Regions from separate parts of the Gossypium arboreum genome. Here region 1 is linked to region 2. The links are chromatin contacts, called in public Hi-C maps. All regions are on one chromosome and are shown on one strand. The core of a region is the stretch at or near the end of the contact, and the rest is flanking DNA. Distances in the headings are between cores, read along the strand shown. Region 1 holds the start of LOC108484082 (ketol-acid reductoisomerase, chloroplastic). Region 2 holds the start of LOC108485712.

The links. A called contact is a pair of places that touch in the nucleus more often than the background predicts.
Region 1: a Hi-C map of leaf shows a contact between it and region 2, with 3 times the contacts expected there. The contact joins the promoter of LOC108484082 here to the promoter of LOC108485712 in region 2. A contact is called at or near these places in 2 of 5 Hi-C or Micro-C datasets (both in leaf).

Annotation. Positions count from the first base shown.
Region 1 is chr7:98,231,335-98,236,640 of ASM2569848v2, forward strand. LOC108484082 (ketol-acid reductoisomerase, chloroplastic) reads right to left here and starts at 2,470. Exons shown (of 10, transcript XM_053031067.1): 1 at 2,239-2,470; 2 at 2,058-2,150; 3 at 1,427-1,492; 4 at 849-989; 5 at 499-726; 6 at 301-418; 7 at 80-219. The coding sequence starts at 2,298.
Region 2 is chr7:98,081,420-98,086,779 of ASM2569848v2, forward strand. LOC108485712 reads left to right here and starts at 2,074. Exons shown (of 2, transcript XM_017789562.2): 1 at 2,074-2,324; 2 at 2,410-2,862. The coding sequence starts at 2,174. The coding sequence ends at 2,630.

The sequences.
Region 1 (5,306 bases), core at 1,220-3,719, 150 kb after region 2:
ACCATGGTAGAGCAAAAGAGAAAAGTAGATAAAGATTAGGAAATATAAGAGGTTGAAGAAATTGGACACAATGGACAACCTTTGTTGAGATGGTCTTTGATATAATTCCTGTAATGCATTCAACGGTGTTTTTGTAAGCAAGATCCTCGTTCATTCCGTTTTCGGTGTATCTTCTAAACAAAGACTCCACAATTCCATGAACAGCACCGAGTAGAATGCCTAGAAATGATTGTCAAAGCACAATAAGCTAAAAGAAAAAGCATATAAGTTGATCGCAGAAGTGCATGGTAAATTACTTACCCCGCTCCCCGAAGATGTCACTCTTGTACTCCTGTTCTAAAGTAGTAACAAAGGTGAAAGGTGATCCAAGGGCAACCGACCACCCCAAGGCAACATCAGTAGCTCTACCATCAAAGTCCTGTGCACAAAGAAAATTAGTCAATGCCTTAACAGGAAAAGAAAAGAAAAGAGAACGGAGCAAGACAAGGAAAAAAATACCTGATGGACTCCAAAACTAGAATTGATTCCAGCACCGTTGATCTCTTTCCCTTGAACATAAAGTCTCCTTACAGATGGACCCATTCCTTTAGGACACACAGCAATTACACTAATGTTCTTTGGGAAATCAAGGCCCATTGATTGCAAGTGTCCAAGAAGAAAGCCATGGGAAAGCCCAAGGATGCTATTGGGTTTCATGTGGGAGAATATCTTCTCATGATTGTCAGCCTGCAAAATCACATAGAATTCAATTCTTTGCGCAAGAAAAATCATATAATTAGTAAGACCAATGACCAACCAGTTATTTTCATTAGTAGTTTAGCCAAAAGAAATATTATATTGAAACAAACCTGTGCAGCATCAGAAATTAAGAGTAATACAAGATCACTTCCAGAAATAGTTTCCCACATATGACCCAAAGTGCCATTTTCTTCAGAGAACCCAGCAGCGCGAGCTTCAGCAAAAGAAGGAGAACCGGTCCTGAGTCCAACCTGTAATTTTATATTATTTAAATATTTCTCAAAAATATTATATTATATTTTATAAATGTAAATGCCTACATCTTTAAAATAAATAAAAAATAAAACCATTAAATTTTTGTACGTATTATAAAATTTTTCTATTTTCTATTTTAACATTCTAGGTTTTTTTAGCAGGTGCACCTAAAAAACCAAAACTTAAAACACGTAAAAAGGCTAAAGCTTGAAATGTTTAAGAATTTGAGTAACATTAATTTATTTTCTTTCCAGCTTAAAACGCCATCTTTTTTCCTTTAACGTTATGAAAGCCAGAAAATGAGAATAGCGGGATGTTATTGTCGCTATTCTTGCGGCCATTATTCGCCGCTATTGTTGTGATTTATATTCACAACCATTTTCTTCCGCTATTTGAATTGCTGATAACAACGTAACTGAACTAAAGAGATCACCTTGACAATGATATTAGATTTTGCATCAGCAAGAGAATCCCTTAAATTTTGAGCTTGAGGAGGTCCCTGAAAGAAGTTTGTTAGCAGTTAGTAAGTTGGAGATTTTATCCCTCTACTTACATTCCGATATACATTGAACAAAGGGGTACTTCATGAAACCATAATGAAGAATATGAAAGATATAAACAGCAACCCATGTTGCTGGGGCAACAATATCTATTACAAGAAGCAGAATACCATTTCTTTCTTTAGTTGAGTGAAGATGCAAAGTATTTTTATACAACAATACATGGATACCACTTGCTTAATAAACCAAAAGCTATATAACATAACACAACGCACACGATGCCATCAAACCAGAGGCAAATTTAGAGGCCATCAAATGAATTTTTTTTTTTCCAAAATGATGGAATTATAAATGAATACAAAATAAAATTACACCAAATATTTTATAATTCAATTCCAGGATAAAATAATATTTATATTTACTCCATGCATACACGAATTGCAATGTCTAATATATATACAAGAGTGGAGAAGTCATAAATGGCCATATATAAATAAAACGAAAATAAAGCCTAAGACAAAAAAAAAATGATAAAAATAAAATTCTGGGGGTTTGGTTTGGTACCTGGGAGCCCCAGCCAATAACACCAATCTGCTTAATCCCTTTGAAAGCATCAGGCAGCAACTTAAACAAATCTCTTCCTCCTCTCACAATGTACTATAAAAAAAAAAAAAAACCCAAATCAATTCTCCAAATGAGATTACAAAAAAAAAAAAACCACTTCGTGGTGACCAGCGAGGGAGACTTTCTCTTTCTTAAAGACACAAGTTTGGAAATCGAGAGATATGTGGGTTTGGGAGGCCATAGCTGAGTCGCAGCAATTATGAATAGTCAGTGTAGTTGGTATGAGAGGACTCAAAAAAACTGAAAATGGACGTCAAGAAACCTAAATTAAAGTTTTGGAGGAAATTGAGGGATAGAGAGCAGTGAAGTAAGTAGGCGCCAAATATTGAGCTTTAGCAAAAAGGGGGCACAAGCGGTTACACCAATTTGGAATTTAGTCTACAAATTTAATCTTTTTAAGTTTGTTTTTCTTTTATTATTAATTTGTTAGTATCACTTTTAAAATAAAATAATTATTATTTGATAGCAATATAATTTAAATAATAAGGATTAAATTTTTAAAAGATATAAAATGTACATGAACTTTTATTTCGATACTTTCATATCAATCCAAATGTTCTGTTCCGTTAGTAAACCTAAATAATAAACTTTGATTTTATTATTTATTTTAAATTTATGTAATAATAAATTGTATTAACGAAGGTTATTAATTATAATATTAAGTAAGCTTCTGAGGTGGGCCAGCCCTGCCCTCTGCAACTTTCGGCTTTAGTAGGCGCTACTGTATCAAATGTAACGCAATGGTGAATAATAAAATTGTCAACCATCAGTATTTAGGGAAAAAAAAAAGAAAAGAAAAAGAAATATTGTGCCTACAATCAAAATTCTAATTAAATTACCCATAAACGAGAAGTAATGGTAAACATGTGAAAAATCTTGGTTTTTACCATAAATAATTATATTTAATTATAAAATAATCAATGTTGCCCTTTTTGTCGTCCAATTATTTGAGTTTTGGGTGTTTTCATTGTTTAGTTTAGTTAAGGTTTTGGCAAGAAGGTAGATTCATTCAAGCTTGAGGAATAGACGTAGGACAATGGAGTTTCTCTGTGAGGAAGAGAGGAAAATGCATTGAAGTAGGGCCCTTGGTTTGTTGTAGCAAGGATAGTCAAAATGGGGCAAGTTTGCATTGAAATCAGCTTGGATGAACCTCTCATTGTAGACAAGTAAATGTAAAAGAAATGATTTTGAGAAAGATCACATTTTCACATATCTGAAAGTGGTAGCTGATAGACATGCTGAAGGTATTTGCGGGGAGATTGGTGGCCCACCTCAACAATGCCGAGGAGTTAGTATAGACGCACAAAGGATATTTTCCTCAAAATCATGCCTACTAATATTCACATTCTGCATCTTGTAACTTCATTTCACATTCTTCTACTCAATCATTTTTCCAAAAATATTTCTCTCTCAAATTAGTCACCAAAACAATTGTAATTTCTCAAAATTTTAACACACATAAAATTAACTAATCATATTATTTAGACATGAAACAATTCAAATGTAATTATAAAATGGATAAACTACATCGGTAGTCATTTAACTATTAGTATTTTTTTATGTTCGTTCAACTATAAAAGTTACAAAATGATTAATTAACTATTTGAATTTTTCTTTTTTGGTCATCAACTATTAAATTACTAAAAAAATAATTTGGCAACTTTTAAAATTGATATAATAATAACTTTAACCCTTAACATTTATATATTGTATCAATACTAACATTATTCAATATTAAAAGTATAATTATTTACTTCAAAGTCTGAATGCAAAATATATCATATAAACTTTTGATTTCTAATATTATATAATTCAAATGTGCAATTGTTGTATTTAAAGGTATAAGAAGAATCACTCCATTCCAAAAAGAAAAAAAACTTATATTATATATTGAAAATAGTATTTTGTGATGTACAATATTTTTTTATTGTTCTGCACACAGTTTAAGAAATTTGTTTGGAACAAAAAAAAATTATACAATAACTAAGAATTGTAATTTGAAAAGAATTATTCATATATAAAATTAATCAAACATATTAATATAAGATGTGGGATCATTATTAATAAGCAACATTTACAATAGTTTGCATTTATATAATTTGATTTATTTTAAAAGTGATTAAATTTATAGGGTAATAATGAATTTTTAAGAAAAAATTTATGTTTTTATCATATTAACTAAAGAACACTTTTATATCTCACACTCACACTTACACTAAATAAGTGTTAATTTTCTCATTATTTTCATGAGCCTTTAGAGTAATAAATTCATGAGGAATGAGTTACAATTTAGGGTGTTTGGTTCGTTGAATTTTAAATAACAGGAATGTAAAATTACAAGTGAAATGTGAGATTACATTCTTTGATTCATTTAGTTGGAATGTAAGATTTAGTTCATTTAGCTAGAATGTAAGATTCAAATATTTAGTAGACAGAAGGGAATATTACCTAAAAGTAAATTTTACTATATTATCCTTGCTACAAAATATGGACCATTAACCAAATAATTAAGTCAACTATATAGCTAAAGAGCAAGTTAGTTCATCAAATTGCCACTAATTCTATAATCCTAACAGTTGGAAGAAAAAAAACCTAAAATCTTGTAAAGAAAAAAAATTTAATTGAAAGTTATGATCTTAGTGAAGTTTTCTATTTCTATCGAAGCATCAATTTAAATTACAAACAGCAAAGCAAATAAGCTACAAACTTTAATCTATGATAGTAATATTAAATTAAACTCATAACAAAAAGAACATTGAAATTTGAAAATTGAAAGTTAATTGAAACTCACAAACAATACAATGCAAAAGAAGAGATGGCCATAATAGTCATTATACAAGGTTTCCTCTTTCACTTTTCTCTATATACTCTCATTAATTAATTAATTAAAGATTCATAACAATTAAGAGAACCTCTAAAAAACAAGCGAGAGAACCCATAACAATTCAATCCGCAACAATCAACAAACATAAAACCTACAACAAATATTGAATTTTTTTTTTTTTTGAAAATCTCTCAATGCAATAAATCACAAAGTAATATGAAGACACAACTAGAAATTGAAAATATTAAATCTACCTAACTAGAGACGGTGAATGATTAGGAGAGTGTGAAGTTGAAATTAGGAAGAGAAAGCTAGAGAGTTTCTTTTTCAAACTTATGAAAGAAAAAGAGGTATTTTAATTCTTG
Region 2 (5,360 bases), core at 824-3,323:
TGTTATTTGGTATGTTGTATTATAATTATTCAAATTAGTATTATATATATATATACTCTTTAATAAACAAGAAAAGCTGCTGTTTTTTTTTTTTAAAGAATGGCTCAACTTTTGTTGGTATGCTCAAATTTGTAACTTTATTTTTTCCTTCAATTTTTATAATATTATAATTAATCCAATACTTCATTCAAATTAAAATATTTTTAATTTTATCATACTCAAAATTAAAATTTAATCTTTATATTTTAATTTTGACATAATTAAACAACTCAACATTTATAACAACATTATCAGTCTAAATACTTCACTTTAATTAAAATGTTGTTGTGGACATGTCCAAATACATAGCCTTTAGTTTTTTGAAACAATGGTTGATTTTTAATTTTAGTTCACATACTATGCTCAAATTTGAAATTTAATCTCTATACTTATATTTGACACAATTTGGTACTTTTTAACTTTTGATTTTCATTAATTAGTCTAAATACCTTATTTTGAATAAAATGTTTATGTAATTTTTAAAATTGACAACATTATTAAAATTCTTTGTTAAGTTCAAGTTTATTAAATTGTCAATTTTTTCGTTACATGATTATCAAATAAATATTTTTTTATAAAATTTCAATATGTTGCATAAAAATTTGTAATAATGTTAATAGCTGAATTTAAATTTTTAAATTCTATAATAAACGATTTGATAAATAAAATAAATTTAAAAAAATGAAAAATTAAATAAAGTTGGGGTGAAATAAGCGATTATGATTTTATTAATGGGGAGTACGAGGCGGGACAAAATAGAGATTAGGTTAGTAGAAATAAAGCAAATAGTAGAAAAGCAAGGGTGAGAGGAGTGAACATTAAAGCATGACCATTGAGGTGGCGCTGCAAAAGTGGTAGCCTTGCAGATTCTGACAGCAGAGACGCGTCTTCTCTGTTGCATGGGAATGAATACGAAAGGAAAGGGACGAGTAGGGATAGCAGTAATACAGTTGTCAGGACAAGCTCCTTTCTCTTCCGGACAAGACCCATCACCATTTTGGACTACAAATTCCTAAGCCCTGTTTGGGCCTTTTCAATCGTGGAATGATTTGTTGAAAGAGAAGGTCAGCCCACACAAATCTATAGGATCCTTAACACTACCCTATCAAAACCAAGGAAAGAAACATCAAAGGAATCTAAGAAAATACAATGTTGTAGTGATTGAAATCGAAAATAGACTCAAACTGATATATTTGGTAAATATACGTTTAAATTTTGTTATTATTATTTATTTAATATATAATTGATTTTTATTTTATTATATAAAATAAATATTTTATATTTAAATTAGTGAAAATAATTCAAAAGTTGTTGAAAAATAATGTTTTTGAGAAATATTTTATACGAAAAATCTTAAAATTTTCTCAAAAATATTCAAAAGCCATAAAATAAATTTCATTTTATCAAAATAAATCTAAAAATCAAAGCAAAAAATCAATATGAAAAATCGATAATCAAACTGAGTCAAACCAAATTATGATGGACAGTTTAAAAAGATTAAAAAATCTGATCGAACCGAACCGAACCGATATCACCCTAAAAGAGATATAATAATTCAACTCTCTCTCAATTCCTTTTTCTTGTTCTTATTTAATCCACTTTTTAAATTATATATATTAGTTTAAAATTTTAATTTACAAAATAATTAAGTACCAAAATTATTTAGCGATATAGTTTAAATTTTGAAGTCGGTACATTTACATTAACTTTCATTTTCTAAAGTGAAAGTCAATCTTTGAAGGTGACAACTTTAAAGTCAAACTCTTAAAATATCAACTTCAATCGACACATTTATGCCTAATGCAACAAATGACATTATGCTAGACTTGTTTTTGGCATTATTGTTAGAATTAGATCAATCGACCGTATCAATTAAGTTAAGAACCATTTGCTATGCTGATAAAAAAAAAAAGTTAAATTGGTTTTCAAGTGAGCTGTTCTAAATCGATTGAGTCAGGAGTAAATGATTGAAGCAAATTTTATAAATTTTAATAAATTTTAAATTTTTATATAATATAAATAATTTTATTTAATTAAATCCAAACTGAACTGAAAACCGATAAATTGATAGGGTGTATAAGATAATACTACTTTATTTAATAAAACCCTAAATTGAAAGAAGCTCTGCTTGGAGATGTCCTTTTTTGGTTGCAGATTAAACTATCCTCTGCTAAACCTCATACTTTCCAAGCAGCCCTCGTCCTACCCACTCGCCGCTTTGACTCGCTCTCAAATCAGGTTCTACTCTACCAACGGCGACGACAACGACGACGTTAGTAACAAAGGTAAACCAATGTTCCAACTTAGTCTCTGGTTAATTCACGAGGTACTTTAGGAATAGTAACGTTTTGCAAAATTGGATTCTTGCAGAGCTGAAAAGGCGAATACAGAAGTTCCTTGACGGCGATGAAGATGCTATGCCTTCAATCTTTGAAGGGATTCTGAAGAGGAAGTTGTCAGGGAAACATGAGGAAAGTGATGATGAATTGATGAAAGAGATTCGCGGTGAATGGAAACAGCCTCTAGATGATGCTGACGATCTAGAATTCGATTCTGATTTGACCGACTCTTCTGGTACTGATGGAGACTAATTGTAGGTCAGGAAGGTGCATTATCTGGATGATCATATCTTATGAAACAATATATGAAGATATTAATCGTTTATACTTGAAATGATCAAGAGAGTAGGGCAATTTTATTCTATTTTCCTAGAATTCTGCTGTTTATTTCTTTAGTGGTTGTTAGCAAAAGTAACGCAGAATGTTTGTTAGTAAATTTATTGTGATCAATTTTTAATTTAATTGATTCAATTGATTAATTTTATTAATAGTGCATTGAAGATGTATTCAATTGATTGGTTTGATTAATGGTGTATTGAAGATGTTCAGTGATATATTCTTAGTACTGTGGTGAAGATAGAAAAGCCCTTGGGAAAGGTGTCCCACTACTCTATCCTTGAGTTCAATAGGGTCGGGGATGTCTGAAAATATGCTGATTTTCCTAAAATGCTTTCTTTAGATTATATTTTGTTTTTTTTAAATGAGTAAATTAATCTACGATATTAAAGTAAAGAGTAAATTAATTTTTCTATTAAAATTATAACTATTTCTATTATTAAAATTATTTTTCATATGTTAAAATGAGTGCACATGTAACTACTTAATTATTTTGTCAACTGTATCAGCTTTTTATTAATAGAATGGATAAAATTTTAGTTTGGTCTCTAATCTAATGTAAAGAGATTAAGAGCTAATCTAACATTGCTTCTAAAAAGTATTTTTGGGATAAAAATACTTTTGGAGAGAAGTTAAAATTTTTATTTATGTTAAAAGCATTTTGGGGTTTAAAAGTATTTTCTCTAAAAAAAGTATATTATTTAGTAATATTTTAACTTCAAAAGTGTTTCTTAGAAAGAATTTTAATATAATCTTAATTTACTTATAAAAAGACATGCATTTTGACACCTTGTACAGAATTTTTCATAATACTCTTTCGGTTGGTATTCTATTCATCAACTAAGACCTTTAAATTGTTCCATGATTCAAGGATGAAGCCAGCCAATCCATGTAAAAGTTGAAACTCTTACATTATGAGGTTGTTTCTCGGGTGGCGTGGATTTTGGTATTCCCCTAAAAACAAAGTGAGACTAGCATTTCCCCAATTGAAAAGGCCCAAGCAGGGTTTAGGAAATTGTAGTCCAAAATAGTGCTGTGTCTTGTCTGGAAGAGAAAGGAGCTCGTCCTGACAACTGTAACACTGCTATCCCTACATGTCTCTTTCCTTTCACATCCATTCCCATGCAAAAGAAAAGACGTGTCTCTGCTGTCAGAATCTGCGAGGCTGCTTTTGCAGCAGCACCTCAATGGTCATGCTTCAAGGTTTTTTTATAAAAATAACTCAAAAAAATTAATTAATTATTAAAATGATTTATTTTTTAATTAAATATTAAAATATCTGAAATTTAAGGTAAAAGTTGGTGGAGCTAAATTATATGGCGCCACCAACTTGTCACGTCAGCAGAAAATATAAAAAAATTAATTTTTTAGTAGAGCCATGTAGAATGGCGTCACCTGTATAAATATAATAAAAGTGCTATAATTTTTAAAAAAATAGAGAATTTCAAAATAATTTTTTATTTTTTGGTACAGTAATTTAAATGGCGTCACCATACCTTACACCATGCCACCTTCTTTCTTTCTTTTTTATTTTTACTTTTTTTTAACTTTTGTCTTTTCTCTAATTTTGTCTTATTTTATTTTGTTTATTTTGTTTATTTATTTCATTTTTTTGTTATTAATTTTAAAAATTTGAAATATATATTTGAAATGTTTTATAATATATATTTTTAAAATTTTAAATATTATTTTTAAATATTAATTTTAAAATTTTAAATATATATTTTTGAATTTATTTTTAAAATTTTGAATTTATTTTTAAAATTTTGAATATTATTTTTAAATATTAAATATATATTTTAAATAATATAAAATATTTAAATATTTTAAAGATATGACCTTTCAAATATATTATTAGTTTTTAATATTTTAAATATTATTTAATTTGTTTTATAATATTTTAAATTACGATTTTAAATTATTTTTAAAGATATTCTTTTTTAATAAAAATAACCCAAAAATTTAATTAATTATCAAAATGACCTATTTTTTAATTTGGTTCCACCAACTTTTATTGTAGATTTCAGGTCATTTTGTGTTTAATTAAAAAATAAATTATTTTGATAATGAATTAAATTTTTGTGTTATTTTTATAAAAAGCTAATATATTGTTAAAAATAAAAAATATAAAACTTACAAAAGAAAAAAATTAAAGAAAAGACAAAAGTTAAAAAAGTTAAAAAAAAAAAAGAAAGAAAGAAGGTGGCGTGGTGTCGTCTGGTGGCGCCATTTAAATTGGCTCCACCAAAAAAAGAAAAATTATTTTGAAGTCTCCTATTTTTTTAAAAATTACAATATTTTCTTTGTATTTATACAGACGGCGCCATTTTATATGGCTCCACCAAAAAATTAACTTTTTTATGCTCCCTGTTGACGTGGTAAGTTGGTGGTGCTATATAATTTGGCTCCACCAACTTTTACTGTAGATTTAGGGTTATTTTCGTGTTTAATTAAAAAAGTGGGTCATTTTGATACTTAATTAAATTATTTAGGTTATTTTGATAAAAAAAGACAATGCTTCAACGTTCAATGTTCAATATTCACCCCTCTCGCTTTTCTATTATTTGCTTTATTTCTAATTTGAGCAAATTCGATTTAAAAATCGAAAAAATTAAATTTTAAATTAATTAAAACGATTTATTTGAA